2 separate regions of the Sus scrofa genome follow, and region 2 is linked to region 1. Evidence: chromatin contacts called from public Hi-C data. All regions are on one chromosome and are shown on one strand. The core of a region is the stretch at or near the end of the contact, and the rest is flanking DNA. Distances in the headings are between cores, read along the strand shown. Region 1 overlaps SH3PXD2B (SH3 and PX domain-containing protein 2B). Region 2 overlaps STK10 (serine/threonine-protein kinase 10).

Region 1 (3,989 bases), core at 1,388-3,887:
TGGAAGGGTATTTTGAGGGCTTTTTGGATACCAACTGTTGTATTTGGAATGGACGGGCAATGGGACCCTGCTGTACAGCACAGGGACATGTGTGTGATTGGGTCACTCTGCTATACAACAGAACTTGACGAAACATGTAAATCACCTACATTTAATAATAATAATAATTTAAAATGAAAAAAATTTAAAAAAGAAAAACAGCATCTGCTCCCCAAGACTGCAAACCTCCAGGTCCTAGAGACCCCAAAAGAGAAGAGAAGGAAGGGGCAGACTCTGAGCGAGCCTCCTGGTCTTGCTGGGAGGCCTTGGCTTTTGAGCTCCCTGAAGAGGAGGCCAACTTCTGCTTTACCCGACTGGCTGCTCCCCCCCCTTTTTTTTTTTTTTTTTTTTTTTTTGGTCTTTTTGACTTTTCTTGAGCCACTCCCGTGGCATATGGAGGTTCCCAGGCTAGGGGTCCCATCGGAGCTGTAGCCACCAGCCTACACCAGAGCCACAGCAACGTGGCTACTCCTTTTAAAATACATGTTTTGGTGGAGTTCCCTGGTAGCTTCATAGGTTAAGGATCTGGCCTTGTTACTGCTGTGGCTCAGGTTTCATCCCTGGCCTGAGAACTTCCACACGCCGCTGGTGTGGCCAAAAAAGTAAAAGACATGTTTTGGTGGCTGGGAACTGTATGTGTGTGAATGAGTGGACTGAAAAATTTGTGGAAAATCACAATTCAGAAAATATGGTGTAGAGTTCCTGCTGTGGCACAGTGGGTTAAGAATCTGGCTGCAGCGACGCAGGTCACGGTGGATGTGCAGGTTCGATCCCCAGCCTAGTGCAGTGGGTTAAGGATTTGGCGTTGCCGCAGCTGAGGCATAATTCCATATGCCTTGAGTGTGGCCATTTAAAGGAAAAAAAACCTTGGGAAAAAATATGTCGTAAGCATCCTAAGGACTCGTCTTTGTAGGTACCTGAAGCCGTATCAACAGCAATGACCATGGAGACGCATCAGACTGTCTCAGTGCCTCACACCTACGACCGACGGGCCAGGTCCTCACAGCAGCCTGTGAGCTGCGTTCCATCACTGCTCCATTTTACAGATGGGGAAGCCAAGCTCAGAGAGGGGCAGTGACTTGACCAAGGTCACCAAGACAGTGGCAGAGCCGGCATTCGGACCCAGGCCTCCTGGCTTCACGGTCTCAGCTCTTTACTATGGGTACTAATGCCTGCATTGCTGGAGGGAAAATAAATTGGTACGGCCACAGAAGCAGGTAACTTGGCAGTATCTTAAAGTTGAAAGTACCTGTAGCCTACAGTGCGGCAGGCCCACCGCTGGTGTCCAACCTAAAGAAACACTCACCCACGTGTCCAAAGAGGTACTGTTCTTACTCGAGGAAAACATGGCTGATTCCGGTCAAAGAGAATGCAGATGTTAAAAGATTAAGAAGAGCTAAATGTTGACTTAAAAAGTCATGCTGCAGATAAAAATATATAGCATGACAAAAACAAAAACAAAAACAAAAAAAAAAAGGAGTTGCCGTCGTGGCACAGCCGAAATGAATCTGACCAGCATCCATGAAGACACAGGTTCGATCCCTGGCCTTGCCCAGTGGGTTAAGGATCTGGCGTTGCTGTGGTGTAGGTCGAAGACATGGCTCAGATCTGGCATTGCTGTAGCTCTGGCGTAGGCCGGCAGCTACAACTCTGATTCGACCCCTAGCCTGGGAACCTCCATGTGCCATGGGGGCCACCCTAAAAAAAGACCAAAAAAAAAAAATGTATAGCATGATAGACCAATGGGGTTTAAAAAAACTACAATATGATACATACAAGCATGAAACACGATGTGTATGTATGATTATGTGTGTACACACGTGCATACATATATGTACACACGCATATGTACACACTGTGTACGTACATATAAATCTCTGTACACACATATCTATACAGACACTTAAACAGCTGTGTGTGTTACAACTGTCAAGAAGCATTCACTCCAAACCGATCGAAGGGCGATCTGGGTTTGGAACGCAGGCTAAGGATGAAAATAGATTTTAACTTTATCATTAAAGTTGTAAGAATGTGTTCAGATATTACCTGGGTAAGTAAAATGTCATCAAAAATAAATGTTGCCTGTTCCCTTGCTCTAGAAATGTCTTGGCTACTGGGGCCACTTGTAGTGTTATCTAGTATTACCTGCAGAATACACACGAACACACGCACACATTCACACTCACAAATACCCATGCACGCCTAATTTCTTTACTTGATAATATGAACACAAAAGACAGAATAGGAAAAAATACACATAAATGTTGCCAGTGCGTTGGCCCGTTGAAGATGCCAGCATCTGCGCTTTTTTCCCTGCTGCTTCTGGACACGCCAGACTTGTCCCCACACCCATCCTGGCTTCTCCCAAGCAACTGTGCTTTTCCTGGTGTCACTCAAACATGCAGGGGCGGGAGGGGTGAGGGGGTGTGGGTGGGGAGTGGGGGAGCCCTTCTTAGTCCCCATAGAGCATCCCAGCCACACCCACAATCCGCCTGTCCTCATTTCTAGGAAACAGAACGTCACACGGCCTGAGGGCCAGCTGGAATCGGTCTGGAATTCCAGCTGGGTAACCTGTCACGAGATCTTGGGGGAGTGACCGAGTCACTTGGAGTCTCGGTGTTTTCAGCTGTGAAGCAGGATGACAATGGCTACATTGAGTAATCGGTGGGGGGGGGGGGTTGGTTGGCTAATGCTGATCTCATGACTACCGGGAACATGATTCAGAGTTGCTGGAAACAGTCTTTCCCCAATTTGCTGGACCTTAACTAGCCATGGGGGTATCACAGAGATTGGCCCACTAATATTACTAGCTAGGGTCACATTTTAGCCACAACAAAGTCAGTGGGTTTGTGCCACTTTTTCCTGGAGAGGGTCTGCTCATGCCCTGTTCCTTGCTCTGTCTTCGGTGGTGCCAATGCCCTATTTTGGCTCAAGAGGCAAAAGGGAAGAAAACTCACACTTTTGAGCATTCCCTGTGGGCCAAGCACAGGTTCAGGCCCGCTCTGGGTATTGCCTCCTTTAATCCTTGAGGCACCAGCCTTGATGAAGCAACCTAGATGCCTGTGAGATGTGGCGTTCAGATGGAACCAGGCTAAGTGTCACAAACATGTCACATTCTGTCCCGGCCAGTGGACAGGCAGACCTCGCTTTATTGCACATCACAAGGTTTGCGGCAGCGCTGCATCGAGTAAGTCTATTGGTGCCATTTTCCCTACAGCCTCTGCTCACTTTGTGTCTCTGTCGCACGTTGTCCCAATATTCCAAATCTTTTCATTATTTTTCTATCTGTTACAGTGATTTTTTTTTTTTTTCCTTTTTATGACTGCGCCTGTAATATATGGAAGTTCCTGGGCTAGGGGTTGAATTGGAGCTGCAGCTGAGGCCTACGCCAGAGCCACGGCAACGCCAGATCCTTAACCCACTGAGCGAAGCCAGGATGGAACCCGCATCCTCATGGATACTCGTTGGGTTCTTAACCCACTGAGCCACTATAGGAAACTTCTGTTACGGGGATTTTTGATGTTACTATTACAAAAAGATTATTACTTGCTGAAGGCTGCTAGCATTCTTCAGCAATAAAGTTTGTGGGGTTTTTTGTTGTTTTTTTTTTTTGGTCTTTTTAGAGCCGCACCCATGGCATATGGAGGTTCCTAAACTAGGGGTCTAACTGGAGTTGCAGCTGCTGGCCTACACCACAGCAATGTGGAATCCAAGCTGCGTCTGTGACCTACACCACAGCTCACGGCAACGCTGGATCCTTAACCCTGAGCAAGGCCAGGGATTGAACCCGCAACCTCATGGTTCCTAGTTGGATTCGTTTCCGCTGCACCACGACAGGAACACCGGTATTTTTTTAATTAAGGTATGTACATGGTTTTTTTTTAGACATGAGGGTATTGCACACTTGAAAGCCTACAGCAGAGTGTACATATAACTTTTGTTTCCACTGG
Region 2 (4,055 bases), core at 1,555-4,054, 270 kb before region 1:
GGCTCACAGGGAGGTTAAGCCACTCAATCAGGGTTGCACAGCCAGTAAGTGTCACAGCTGGGATTTGAACCCAGGGCTTCCCAATCCCAGTCCACACACTTAAGCCACTGTGCTGCACACCCCAGAGGGATGCCCCATAGCCCAGAGTGCCGGCCACAGCCCCAGTGCCCGGCGCACTGTAAGGAGGCACCTGGGAGAAGCGGCTGAACATGAAGAAAGACTCAAGCACATGGCAGGGCGCCTGCCTCCTTTCCTCCCGCCATATGTCACAGGCTGTCGCGCAGGTGGAAGTGCCAGAGTGGACAGGACATGGAGGGGCGGCCCCTTCCCATCGCCCAGGCCCACGTCCTCTCCCTCTCCCGACAGTGGCATGGGGACAGTGACCAGCAGACCTAGAGATTGCCCGGGCCGGTGATACGTGCAGCTTTCTGAACACTGCTGCCAACACTCCCACATTCGCCCCACTGGCTGCCAGCCGCGGATGCCCTGGGGAAAGGTGGCTCAGAGCTACCTCCAATCTTTCAAAAAGCTCTGAGGAAACCATCACCAGTTCCCCACCTAAAGTGGTTCAGCCAGTTAAGGGGCTCCCTGAGTCAGCCGTCATCCTGACTGGTCTCCCAGATTCCACACCCAACAGCCAGAGGGACCCTTGCGAGTGTAAGGCAGACGGAGTCTCCTCCTCCAAACCCTCGGGGTGCCCCCATCGCACCCGGGGTACAGCCCCTATCTTCTCAATGTCCCACGTGACTCTCTATGACCTGGCCCTTCTTCCCTTTGAAAGGCCTGCTTCCACCGTCAGCCTTTCACTGGGAACTTGGACTTGGGGAGGGTTCCCACCATTAAATGAAAAGAGGGGCTGATTCTGCCTAAAACTGTGCAAACGACATGTTCATGCTGAACGCCCACCAACCTTCCAGAGCCTGGGACCTGGCCCGGGCCAGGCAGAGGCCACCCAGTGGCCAGACACCAGCCCAAACCTGGTCATTGAGTTCTCCACCGTGCTGCCCAGACGTCACCCCAACACATGGCTGGGGGAGCTCAGCACCTCCCATGAAACCCCACCGGAAGCGCCTGCCCGGGGTTCCCCAGGTGCCTTTTTCTCCGCTTCCTTCTGCGGGGCTAAGTCGCAGTGGTGGGTATGACGCTGTGCTGCATCCCGCGTGTCCTCTTAGGGGATCACGTAACCTGGGGGTGGACAGACCCTGTACCGCTCCGATCTCATCTCCGAACCCGCTCCTCGCCCCGGCCCCTGCGCCTCGGCCTCCTGGCTCTCCCGACTCGCACCAGTAGAACTCCTGCTGAAGACCTCTGCCCGGGCTCTCAAGTACCACTTGTCTTGCGCCTCACTTCCTCCAGGTGTCTGCGCACACAGAGCCCTCTGCGCCCACCCTTTACAGGAGAGCAAGCCCTTCCAGGCCCCCATCCGCCATGCCTCTTTTGCTCCAAGCCCTACAGCCCTCCTGCCACGTGCCCTGTCTGCTTGTCTGCCGTCTGTCTCCCCCACTGGAATGGAAGCTCCACGAGGACAGGGCTGTGGGAGCTCCCTTCACCACGGCCCTCCCCACACCCGGGCTGGCACAGGAAACATCAGCGGATGAGTGAACAGCTGTGCACGATGCCGCCTGGGCTGGGGGAAGACGCATCCAGCTTCCAGGTCCCAGGTGATGTGTTCACAGGAAGGGCAGGCAGCCACCGGGAAAGGGGACCACTCACCTCCAAAAGCTGTGCGGCGCTGGGCCGGGTCTCTGGGTTCTTATCCAGAGCCGTCTTCAGGAAGTCTCGGAACTCCACAGACCTGGGAGGACAGACAGATGGCGGCGGTAAGCTGGGAGTGGGCAAGAGCCGAGAAAACTCCCCACATCACAGACACCACTCTTCCGGGAGTCACGTGCTTCCCAAACACGCCCCTCAAAGGACAAAAGGGTGCCTCGATCTGCTAAAGGCAGAGGCGTCGGGGCCGTCAAGACACCCTTCTCGTCAGGGACATCACTGAAAGAGGGACATGGAAATCATAGGAGCAGGGACTCGCCAAAGCCACTCAGGGAAACATGGCCGTGCAGGGGTTCAAGCCCCCAGTCCCAGTCCAGGGTTTTGTGCCATGTGGATGCCAGGGTTTGTGCGGGCTCTTATTCCTGCAGTGGGATCCGGCTTCTTTGGGTTATCTGGTCCACTCTGGTGGAAAGCCAATGTCCAGAGCACAGAGGAACAAAAAAGCCACAGGGGCCCAGGGGACTCAAAAAGGCCTACAGGCCCCCAGACCCAGCCACGTCCCAAACGCGGGGCCCAGCAGTGACAGCAGAGCCCTGCCCCCGACCTCCCCCCACCCTGCCCATCCCCTGTCCCGGGTCCACTGGTCGTCCAGCAAACACCGTCAGGCAGGCCCCTGGCTGCCTACCATTTAGACGGTGTGAGCAGCGTGGGAGGGTCCGACTTGGCGATCTTGAGCAGGACCCGCATGGGGTTGAGCTCGTGGTGCGGGGGCTCGATCTGGGCCATCTCGATCAGAGTGATGCCCAGGGACCAGATGTCGGCTTTGTAGTCATACGGGGTGTCCTTCATGGTCTCACACATCACCACTTCAGGGGCCATCCTGAACCAACCAAGGGACAACAGAGGCTCAGACCCTGGCCTGCACAGGCGCTTCTTGGAGACGTGGGGTCAAGGAGCAGCACAAGCCAACATCAGGCTGTTGGCAGCCTCTCAAATCATGATTTGCATTCCTTTCCATTCCACTGTCTTCCTTAGGATGGTTCTCACAGGTCTTCCAAGCGGCTCCGCAGTCAGGTTTTGCGGCAGTTCCTGATTCCTACCACAAGATGGCAGCAACAATCCAGAACACAGGGTCCTGGGGAAGGAAGGGGTGGGTGGGGGCCGTGGGGAAGGGACCCCCGAAAAAGGGGAGGGGGAGAGAATACGACAGCACAGAGAAGGGATGGGAGAGATGGGGACAAAGAGGAATAAAAAGGGCAGAGAGAGAAAGAAAGAGTAAGCGATAAGCAAGCAAGAAAAGAGACTAACTCCACAATGGGAAATAATTAGTGCAGATGAAAAACAGAAAGTAGATAGATATGAAACTGAAAGAGGTTTAAAAAAAAAAAAAAAGTAATAGTTTTGGAAAAGAAGAAAACACAACGGACTGAAGAAGTCTGGGAAGACCTCCCAAGAGGGTAGGAGCTGAACTTGGACTGTTCATTTTCACAGCCCCAGCTCCGTGCCTGGCACACAACCCATGAATTAATCAAGAACGCTTTTTTGGAGGTGTGAGCTCAGTCGTTATTAATGGGGCATTTTCTATATGCATCAGCCCATTGAAGCCTCACAATAATCCACCATGTGAGCGCAACTGTACCCTGGATTTTACAGATGAATAAACTGAGGCACACAAGCCCAGGCTGAGCAAGGGGGCCGAGGTCTCAGCAACTAGTCAAGGGGCCTCTGGACTCAGACCCAGCGGGCTGACACGGAAGCCCCTGCCTCCTGTCCTCTGTCCTCCAGACCAGCCAGAGGTCACCGTGGGGAGTTGGAGGTGGAAGTTCTGGCCACCATTCCATTCCCAGAAGCTCCACGACTCACCAGTAAGGCGTTCCTATGAAGGAATCTCGTTTCTGCAGAGTTTTCAGATTCTTGGCAGACACACCAAAGTCAGCTGCAAGACAGGAATCTCAGATAGAGTATTCGATGGACATTCCTCCACCCACAGCCCCGGGGTGTGGACTCAGAGGTTCAGGTTTCAAATCAACTACCAGATACCATTTTCTACTTAGCAATTACTGATCATTAAAAAATAATATTTACCGGAGTTCCCGTCATGGCTCAGCGGTTAATGAACCCCACTAGCATCCATGAGGATGCGGGTTCGATCCCTGGCCTCGCTCAGTGGGTTAAAGATCCAGCGTTGCTGGGAGCTGTGGTGTGGGTCACAGACTCAGCTCGGATCCCAAGTTGCTGTGGCTGTAGTGTAGGCCAGCAGCTGCAGCTCCAATTTGACCCCTACCTGGGAACCTCCATATGCTGTGGGTACAGACAAAAAAATATATATATATTCACCACTTTAA

The links. Hi-C and Micro-C count contacts between places; a contact is called where the count stands out from the background.
Region 2: a Hi-C map of subcutaneous adipose tissue shows a contact between it and region 1, with 2.0 times the contacts expected there. The contact joins two enhancer-like sites. A contact is called at or near these places in 9 of 47 Hi-C or Micro-C datasets (alveolar macrophages, embryonic fibroblasts, epiblast stem cells and 6 more) and 1 of 2 datasets of contacts at active chromatin or transcription factors (alveolar macrophages).

The regions. Positions count from the first base shown.
Region 1 is chr16:51,824,474-51,828,462 of Sscrofa11.1, reverse strand. The region is part of intron 7 of SH3PXD2B (SH3 and PX domain-containing protein 2B); the gene reads right to left. Among named protein-coding and RNA genes, the nearest start is that of UBTD2, 81 kb to the left of the region's middle. Within about 2 kb of position 2,637, at least 32 of the 83 cell types and tissues checked have an H3K27ac peak or open chromatin away from gene starts, as enhancers often do. A contact at or near this core is called in subcutaneous adipose tissue, where this site is marked.
Region 2 is chr16:52,090,055-52,094,109 of Sscrofa11.1, reverse strand. STK10 (serine/threonine-protein kinase 10) reads right to left here. Exons shown (of 19, transcript XM_021077114.1): 5 at 3,574-3,646; 6 at 2,396-2,590; 7 at 1,714-1,795. Among named protein-coding and RNA genes, the nearest start is that of STK10, 88 kb to the right of the region's middle. Within about 2 kb of position 2,804, at least 24 of the 83 cell types and tissues checked have an H3K27ac peak or open chromatin away from gene starts, as enhancers often do. A contact at or near this core is called in subcutaneous adipose tissue, where this site is marked.